2 separate regions of the Sus scrofa genome follow, and region 1 is linked to region 2. Evidence: chromatin contacts called from public targeted proximity ligation data. All regions are on one chromosome and are shown on one strand. The core of a region is the stretch at or near the end of the contact, and the rest is flanking DNA. Distances in the headings are between cores, read along the strand shown. Region 1 overlaps ELK3 (ETS domain-containing protein Elk-3). Region 2 has its middle 70 kb from the start of TRNAD-GUC.

The links.
Region 1: a contact with region 2 is called in a targeted proximity ligation map of skeletal muscle, with 7 times the contacts expected there. A contact is called at or near these places in 1 of 47 Hi-C or Micro-C datasets (mesenteric adipose tissue) and 1 of 2 datasets of targeted methods (skeletal muscle).

What each region holds. Positions count from the first base shown.
Region 1 is chr5:87,311,756-87,316,851 of Sscrofa11.1, forward strand. The region is part of intron 2 of ELK3 (ETS domain-containing protein Elk-3); the gene reads right to left. Among named protein-coding and RNA genes, the nearest start is that of ELK3, 41 kb to the right of the region's middle.
Region 2 is chr5:85,425,691-85,430,695 of Sscrofa11.1, forward strand. No RefSeq gene overlaps it. Among named protein-coding and RNA genes, the nearest start is that of TRNAD-GUC, 70 kb to the left of the region's middle.

The DNA.
Region 1 (5,096 bases), core at 1,511-4,010, 1.9 Mb after region 2:
CGGGTTCGATCCCTGGCCTCGCTCAGTGGGTTAAGGATCTAGTGTTGCCAGGAGCAGTGGTGTAGGTCGCAGACACGGCTCAGATCTGGCATTGCTGTGGCTCTGGTATAGGTGGGCAGCGGCAGCTCCTATTGGACCCCCAGCCTGGGAGCCTCCATGTGCCACGGGTATGGCCCTAAAAAGTAAAAATAAAACCAAAAAAACACACCCCTATCAGCTCTAATGACAACTGAAGAGTCAAAAATCAAACTTCTTAGAAGGCTGTGCTTATTCCCACTGGTCACTGGGCAGAGCGAAACACACGTGGTTCATGGAAACACGATGTTCTACTTAGTTGGGTTCAGACAAGCAGATCAAGGCTTCGGTCCGTCACGCCTGGCGTGGCCAGTGCCTGACAAACACCGCGAAGGGAACCTCACACCCGCCACCTGATGCAGGGCTGGGGAAGGGGGGCCCTGCCCACGCACGGAGGGAGCAGATGTGAGCAATCGCCGGATCCAAGTGTCCTCAGAAGCCACCGCGGCTTCGGCAGAGGCCAGCCATCTAGCCCGACAACCCTGCAGACACTAACCAGACACCCCAGCCGAGCTCACTGTCCCCTGAGGCCTCTCGGAGCCAGGCAGGAGGGAGCAGCCCAGCTCTGTGTCGTTGGCCGAGGCTGCGCCCCTCGGGGAGGTTGAAACAGGCGGCTGGTCCTCAGCTCCCATCACCAAGATCCTGGGATGGGGAAGGAGGAAGGGTTTATTTGGTGGGCATTCCTCTGGTCAGGGTAGATCTCCTACAAGAAAGGACCCGTGGCCAGAAAGGGCAAAAGAAAGACGCGTTTACAAGGGCTGCCTCGAAAGATGGGCACTGTGATCCCATTTTACAGATGAGAAGTTGAGGCTCTTGGTTGGAAATGACATGATGCTCAATTTCCCACCCCACGGGGCTGGGTTAAACTCCCAGTTGGCCTTACAATGGAATACCACGGAGCTCTTTTTTCTCCTTGCTATGCCCCTGGCATGTGGAAGTTTCTCCCCACACACGCCCCCTGGCCAGGGATTGAACCCAAGCCACTGCAGTGACAACACTGGATCCTTAACTTGCTGCACCACAAGAGAACTCCCCAAGGAGCTCTTTTAGAGGACAATATGTCATTACCATTTTCTCACGTCTTTAAATGAAAATTAGGAGAAAAAGGCAGCATGCCTGGGATGCTTCGCTTATTTTAATGAGAGAATTACATCTATCAAATAGAAGGAAAAATTCATCTTGAAAAATGTATAATAAAGTTTGACAGAGGTAGGATTATACCATTAATCCGCATTTTTTTTTTTTTTTGCTTATCTGCATTTTCACATTTAAAAAGTTATGTTTCATATGTATTGCTGGTCAAATCAAGAGGAAGCAGCAGGCAGGCTCTAGAAAGTTTAGGAGCCCGAGATCCTGCAGCCTGTAACTGGAGGAGCTGAAGTTTGAACCCAAGTCTATCCAGAGCCAAGACTGAAGCTTTCTCTGTTGCACTGCCACACCCTCTCCCAGAAAGCAGCTGCCGTTGGCTCAGCGGCTAATGCTTAAGTCAGCCTGCCAGGACCACGGGCTCTGCATTCCAGAGTAATTGTGGGGTCACTGCGGCAAGGCTGGGAAAGCCAGCTCCACGTTCAGGAAGCACCGGCCTTTCTAGTGCCTCCCGAGGCTGTTCCCTAACTGCAAATAGAACTGCCTCTGCCCAGCTGCAGGGAGTGAAGACGCCTGCCTTGATGGGACACCCTGCACGAGGCACCGGGGACCTGGTGGTCCCGCCAGAGCGGGATGGACATCGGAAGGCCACCTCTAAGTGGGTGACACCCAAGAGTGACAGGAAAGCAGCGAGAAGCTGATGGCCACCTCCACGGCCTGGCTATGGCCCCAGCTGAGCATCAGAAGGGCTCGGAGGTGAAGAGAGACGCCGGCTCCTCCGAGCATCCACAGGCCTGAGCACAGCTGCTCCCATGAGGGGACAGGCCCAGAGCCTTGATGGGCCGGATGCAAAGTGCAACCAGCCCTGGGACAAACTGACCTGGGTTTGAATCCCAGCCTCCGTCGCTACTGACTATGACCTTGAATACGTCCTGAACTTCTGCAGGCCTCAGTGTGCTGCCCTCAATTCAGAAAACACGTTTAATATAAAACACTGCTCGTCTCCAACAGCATCGCCATGTCCACATGACTTCAAGAAAATACATTTTAAACCATCTTAGAAACATGATAAAGGGTGGTGGTATCTTTGCAAAATACACCAAGAAGGTAACGAGAAGCACGAAGATGTAAGACACACTGGCTTTCCCCAAATGAGATGTTTGGCTTATTCCTAAAAGGGGCATAAAACGATCTTAGAGGCCAGTTTTCTCTAAAAGAGCAATGTATGTGCCTCGCTCAGAGCAGACCTCGAAACATGAACTCTCACCAGGAGGAATTTCACCCAGCAGGCGATGATCTAACTAAATAGCATCTTCATTATATCACACTGTCTTCTCATCGGATTCTGCGCTCCTTATATGGGTCCCTCGCTTTATAAATTACAGAAGGCGTATACAGTATCTCGAGCAAGCATCACAAGGCTTTGGAACCCGCTGCACGGATGAGGGGTCCGGGGCTCCGTGCTGGATTCCCAGCCCAGTCAGTGGCCGAGGAGTGTCTCCAGGCGCCCGGCGTCACAGCCAACATCCTGTCTTCAGTTCCGGGCATTGGGTTCCCATCCAGACCACGGACTGACTCACACTTTCCCGACACAGAACCCGACTGTCCTCTCTGCAAAGTTAGAACACGTACTCCCTGGCGGAGTCAGGCTCAGAGTGCCTCCTCTGGAACGAGCACACGTTCTTGCAACAAAGACAGAAGCTGCAGCCACAGGGAAAGCAGAGCACCTGGCTAGGCTCTGAGGAGTAGCAATGGAAGTGGATCAGCCCAACCTCACCCTTGCAGTGTCTGACGGCTGCATGGACGCGCATGGCAGACCCTGCTTCCTCTCGCTCCCTGCCATCTGAAGGCAAGGGGACCCAGCCACTGGCTGTCTGTACTGGCCTCGGCCAGGAACTGGGTGTGGGCAGGCCCACCTGGCACCAGCTGCCCGCCAGAGCAGTGCTGAAAGGGCTCCTGCGACCCACGCACCTGAGCTGCCTGTAACTGGGGCAGTCCTTGGGCTCCGCGGTGAGCTGAATGGTGCTTCCCTCCCGCCCACCCCAAAGTCACCTCCAGACAGAACCCCAGGATGAGACTTTTTAAATTTTTATTTTATTTTTTCCCTTTGAGGGCTGCACCCATGGCATATGGAAGTTCCCAGGCTAAGGGTCGAATCAGAGCAGCAGCTGCCGGCCTACACCACAGCCACAGCAATGTGGGATCCAAGCCGTGTCTGCCACCTACACCACAGCTCACAGCAACGCCAGATCCCCAACCCACTGAGCAAGGCCAGGGATCAAACCCAGAACCTCACAGATACTAGTCGGGTTTGTTTCTGCTGAGCCACAAGGGGAACTCCAGAATGACACCTTATTTGGAAATGGGGTCTCTGCACATGTCACAGGCTAAGGATGTCAGGGTGGAATACACTGGAGTCAGGGTGGGCACTAAATGCAGGGACCTGTGTTCCTACAAGAAAAGGAACCACCCAGAGCCACACACAAGGAAGAAGGCCGTGAGAAGACAGGGCAGAGAGGAGTGATGCCGCTGCAAGCCAGGGAACCAAGGATTTCTGGGAGCCCCCCGAGGCTGGAAAAGGCAAAGAAGGATGTGCCCCTAGAGCCTTCAGCGGGAGCGCAGCCCTGCTGACACCTTGACGTCAGCCTTCTGGCCCCCAGACCCTTGCGAGGAGAAACTTGCACTGTTTGGAGCTACCAAAGCGTGTGCGAATCTGTTACAGCAGCCCTGGGAATGTAATTCCTAGGAAACAGCCTCCTCTCTCTTAAAGGCCCAGCCCTTCCCTTCCCAGGGCGGCGTCTCCGCCCTGAGCTCGGGACAGCCTGGTCCTGGGCGCAGGGCTGGAGCTCGGAGCACGGACCTTCGCACACGCGCGCGCACACCCACCCCCACGCAGGACTTCTAAGAATAACGTGCTGCCAGTAACCAGTTCCAACTCTGTCTTGGAACTGGCTGCCTCCCGGGGGAGGTTTCCTTGCGGTTTGGGTTGAGAGCGCTTTATCCTCTGGCGCTGCTAAGCTGCATGGGAGGAGCCTCTCCAAATTCTCCTGGCCTGGAATGGGAGGCCTCCTGGCCCTGCTGCCCGAGGAGGAGGAGGTCTGCTGCCCTGGGGGTGCCCACCCCAGCCGGGAGGCCCATTCTGCACGTCAAGGGCATGTTCTCACCCGCTCCGGACCCACGGGCTGCCTCTCGTTGGACCCGGAGTTCTATCTCCCCCTGGCTCTCTTTCAACACTCAAGGGTATTTTTTATTAAAGGCCGCTGGAGTGTTACTAAAACAAAATGTAAAACGGCTCCCCTGTTTCCCCTGCGGGTCGGGGATGTGCTGACTGTGACCCTCCCGCCTCCAGGGCTGGCAGGTGGCCCGGAGTCCGGCCCGCAGGTGGTCTGGGAGCACGTTCTCATCCTGGCTTTGCCACCGCTTTTCTGGAAAACTGACTTTCCCTCTCGGGTCCTCATGGTGCTAACGGCGGGGCAGGCAGGGCAGGAAGGCTGGGGAGCTGCTTCCTGGCACTGATGTGCTAGGAGGATGGATTTCCTTCTCGGCGACACGCTCAGAGGTTTCTGGGCTCGTTCGTCCTTCCTCCATCCTGCGGCACCGCCTCGCCCCAGTGCCGCACAGCCACCGGGAGGGGCATGGAAGGCCGGCTCCCCATCCGTGAGGCAGACACCGTGTCGGCAGGAGAACCGAGCAAAGGAGGCATCGGCAGGAGGCAGGGAAGCAGAGACCAGGTGAAGGATGGCTTGGGCCAGACAGGAGAGGCAGAGGGAGGGCCCCTGGCCAGGATAAGGAGGGCCACAGGGCTGGGGTAGTGCAGGGGAGGCAGCGGGGCTGCTGCCAGGTGGGCAAGGAGTTTGGAGTCTTTGCTGGAGGCTGCAGGGAGCTGGGCAGGTGCTCAGGCGAGGGGTGCCGCGCTCCGATCTGGCCTTCTTTAG
Region 2 (5,005 bases), core at 1,476-3,975:
GATCCATGGCCTTGCTCAGTGGGTTAAGGATCCGGCGTTGCTGTGAGCTGTGGTATGGGCTGCAGGTGGGACTAGGATCTGGCATTGCTGTAGCTGTGGTGTAGGCCGCAGCTGTAGCTCCAATTGGACCCCTAGCCTGGGAACCTCCATATGCTGCAGCTCTGCCCTAAGAAGCAAAAAAAAAAAAAAAGGGTATCTCACTGGGGATGGGATACAGGTAATGGGTATTATCATCTTGTCTGTTAGCCTAAAACTAGTTATTAACTTTTGTAGAACCAATTTATGTGTTCAAAGAGTCCTTAGTATATCAATTTTTAAAAATTATGGGAATATACTTATTAATTAGTGGATTTGTTGCTATGTATCAAGATACCAGGAAATTTGGAGTTCACACTGCGGCTTAGTGGGTTAAGAACCCAAAGTAGTCTCCATGAGGTTGTGGGCTTGATCCCCGGCCTCTCTCAGTGGGTTAAGGATCTGGCCTTGCTGCAAGCTGATGTTGCTATGACTGTGGCCTAGGTTGGCAGCTGCAGCTGTGATTCGACCCCTAGTTCAGGAACTTCCATGCGCTTCAGTGTGGCTATAAAAAGAAAAAAAAAAGATACCAGTGAAATTTATTTATTAAAAATTTTTAAAAATTATAGTTGATTTACAATGTTCTGTCAATTTCTGCTGTATAACAAAGTGACCCAGTTATACATATATGTACATTCTTTTTTCTCATATTATCTTCTATCATGTTCTATCACAAGCGACTGAATATAGAGATTCCCTTTGGGGGATTTAACAAAAGTGTATATATAGTGTTGAACAGAAAATATTTTAGCTATAACATTAGAGTGAAACATGCATAAAATTCTGTTTTCTTCTGCTAGAGACACTATATCTATGTTGTTGATAAGTTCCCAGATAAGTTGATAAATTTCCAGAGAACAGCAGGAAGGCAGCCACTTCCTGATGGTGGTTTCAGTGGTGATCTTTGAAATACACTCTGTGCCCACCACCCTGCTTGGAGGATTAAAACTGCAGTCTGAACGGGTAACATTGGTCTGAACGGTGAGGCCCTCTTGTGGCCACTTGGAAAAGTTTCTGATTTCTGACACCTGATGCTTTCTGCATTCCCACACAGCACCCCTACATGGGGAGGCGTGACCTTGAAAGTGAGGCTGCTGCGCAGTGGTGAGGCCTTTTGGTATTTCCTGACCTAAATCTTCTGGAATGAGTCCACAATTCAACTGCCAAATTTAAATTCCATTGTTCGTGAGCTGTGAGTGCTGTAGAAGGATTTCATGTGGTTAAGATATATGCACATGCCCTGACTGTCACCTGTTCACAGCTGGTCTTATCTGTCAATCATCCTGCTGAAAGTTGCTAAAACAAAAAGTTCTGCTGGAAACATGTAATAAGGGGATATCTGAACAGAAGCAGGGCCAAATTGGAAGGACAGCATATGTAGAGAGAACCACATTTCCGGACTCTCCTAGTCTCAGTCCTTTGTTTATTGCTTATAAACAATATAACCAGTTCCCAGAGAACATATTAACTGCTGTGTGGGTGAAAGAGAAATATTATTAAGAGGTAAAAAACAGTTGGGTCATATTTTCTAAAAATCTCTTCTCCTGGACAAAGCCCTAGGAGAATCTACTAGAATTTTGACATGGGTTATGATAAACAAATTCATCTTTGCTTAGCAAAGATTTTCAAATACTTGGAAGATCCCTTTGACAGTTTTATCTCTCTGTGTTGTGAATTCACAACTCTTACTTTGGTAACTAACTGCCTTATTTATAATCTCTTTTCAATCATCCATAAATGTGAGAGCTGCAATGTTTTTTCCAGGTCTCAAGTTCTCTTGTTTTCCTGTTTCTTTTTTTGCTTCCGAAACAAAATGTGAAATTTCCTTATAGATTAGGGGACCAGAAAACACCAAGCAAATTTTGAAGGAAAAGTTTTTTTTCTCTCCTTCCAGTCATTTAAATTTTCTTGGGCTATCTTTGTGGGTTGGAGTACCAGATGCTGCCTTGAATAACTGTGAATTACGAAACAAATGCAGACCTGTTCTTTGGCAACTTTGAGCTTGTGCAGGGAGATCAAAGGAACCAGAAGTAACAACAAAGACCAAAGAGAATTGGAATGCTCAGTGGATCTCTGTCTGAAAAATATATTGCCAACTTTAGAAAGCTGCACCCTGATATTAGCAGCCTATGCTTGTCCAGTGATTTCCAGTTTCCAAAGCGCTTTTATGTCTGTTAGCTGAGGACTACCCTAAAGAGAGGGGCAGGGCAGGCATTACTGTTTTCTTGTTTCAAAGGAGAACACACACTTAAGAGACTGAATACATACATAGCATGTAGCCACTCACCTTGGGAGCTGGTATTTGAACCTGCATCTGCTGACCCCAAACTTAGCCTCTTTCTGCCTCATCATAAATTCCACTGGCTTTTGTTACCCTGGAAAGGTAATCTGTGTTCACACACCTTCTGCTAGTAGGACTCAAGGCAGCAGATCGTGTGTTCCTGGCTCTCCTCCAGCCCCACACCCCGCCTCTGCATACTGCAAATACTTTTTCCATGGAAGAGCTCCGGACAGGGAAATATTTTGGAATCCGTCTGAGTTAAATACCAAGCCCTATTTGTAATTTCTGCTGAGGCCAGGACACTGAAAGGATTCCCAAGGGCAGCAGTTGTGAGTCCGTTTGGTAGCCCTTCTCGGGCCAGTAGGAAAGGGATGGCAAGTCACAGGAAGTTAGAATGCCAGTCACAGCCCAGCGCTGCTGTTAGGGCCTCAGCCGAATTGACAGTCAGAAGAAGATCCAGCAGAGAGTTCTGAATCAGATTTCAGCGATGCGGTCTCAAATAGGATTTTCTCATGGATCTGGCAAGAGGCATGCTGGATTTAGAGTGAAATTAAGCTGTGGACTCTGGGGGATAACACAGGAAATTACAAACGACAGCTGCTTGTCTCAAGAGCACATCTGGTCAAGAGGCCCCATCCAGGGCCCCTGTTATTTGAGGAATGGGGACGCACTGGCATCCAGTTTCGAGTCCCCAGGGGAAGTTGTTTTGGAGCAGAGTGGAGATTCAGAAAGTTGGTTCTATTTCTTTTGTTTTCCATGCCTGTGGCATGTGGAAGTTCCTGGGCCAGGGATCGAACCTGGGCCATAGCAGTGACAACGCCGGATCCTTAACCTGCTGTGCCATAAGAGAATTCCTGGTCCTTTTTCTTTACTAGGCCTGTGATCTTTTTTTTTTTTTTTTTGCTTTTTAGGGCTGCACCTGTGGCATATGGAGGTTCCCAGGCTAGGGGTCTAATCAGAACTACAGCTGCCAGCCTATGCTACAGACACAGCAATGCCAGATCTGAGCCGTGTCTGTGATCCACACCACAGCTCACGGCAACACTGGATCCTTAACCCATTGAGCGAGGCCAGGGATCAAACCTGTGTTCTCATGGATACTAGTCAGATTCATTTCTCCTGCACCACCACGGAAACCCCTAGGCGTGTGATCCTGAATCAGGCACAGCCTCTCTCAGCTTTGGTTTGTTAATTTGTAAACAGGAGAGTAATAATACTTGCCAATCAGATTTTTTTGTTTTTGTTTTCTGGTGAAAAGCATTTTATTTTATTTTATTTTTATTTTTTTGTCTTTTGTCTTTTTAGGGCCGTACCTGCAGCACATGGAGGTTCCCAGGCTAGGGGTCTAATCGGAGCTGTAGCCGCCGGCCTACACCACAGCCACAGCAACGCAGGATCCACGTCTGCGACCTACACCACAGCTCATGGCAATGCCGGATCCTTAACCCTCTGAGCAAGGTCAGGGATTGAACCGGAAAGCTCATGGTTCCTAGTTAGATTCGTTAACCACTGAGCCACGATGGGAACTCCAAAAAGCATTTTATAAGATGTAAAGTTTTCCATAAATGGAGGGCTTGTTATTATTATTATCGTCATTACTTACAGGTCTAAGTTTCCTGCAGGAAAAGGGAATAGAGAAGCCTAAGAAATAAGTGGAGTACCAAAGAGAAGAAAAAGGAACTGTAATAACTAAAATCAATGTTTAAGTGTTTACAGGCATCTGGACCCATACTACGAGCTATAAAAATAGGTTTCCTGAAATGTAATTGGCAATCAAGGCCTCTGCATGAAACGGTGCAGGGCCGATACGGAACCGGGGTAGGGGTGTGAGTTAGGGGAGGAATGAAGAGTAACGCCAGCGCAGTGCCTGTGACGTGTAAAGGCATTTTTGAAGATGCCATTATCTCAGTAAGCTTTCCTACCAACCTCATTTTATTTTATTTAAAAAAAATTTAATATTTTTTATTTTTTGCTTTTCAGGGCTGCACCTGCAGCATATGGAAGTTCCCAGGCTAGGGGTCCAATCCGAGAACAAGCCCTTTCTGATACCCTCTTTCTGAGACACTTCGTGTGTCTTCATGGTGTCAGGTGTCCCCCTAGCAGGGAGTCACACCAGCTGTGTTTGATCTCAGGTGTGTTTCTGGATGGTTTTTGACAAGGGGGCACTGACAGGGTTTATACAAGGGCCATGTGTTAAGAAGGCCACCCTTCCCTTGTGGTATTGTAATTCTCTCTCTGGGCATCTCTACAGCTAGACCAGATGTTTTTCAAAGCTGAGTCACTTACCAGAGATGTTAACTAGCGAGTTCCCACTGTGGCTCAGTGGGTCCAGTGTTGCTGTGAGCTGTGGTGCAGGTCACAGACAGGGCTTGGGTTGCTGTGGCTGTGGTGTAGGCTGGCAGCTGCAGCTCCGATTAGACCCCTAGCCTGGGAACCTCCATAGGCCCTGGGTGTGGCCCTAAAACGAAGAGGCACCATGCTGGCCTCTCTCCGAGGACTGAACCATTGAAGGCTCCCTCGCACTTTTGAGGCAGGTGCTGTCATTCTCATGTCACAGATGCCAGAGAGGAGGCCGAATGAAATTACAGACATTGCCCAGGCGTTAGTAAGCGGCAGAGCCAGGAGTCGAAACCATTCATTTTGACCCTA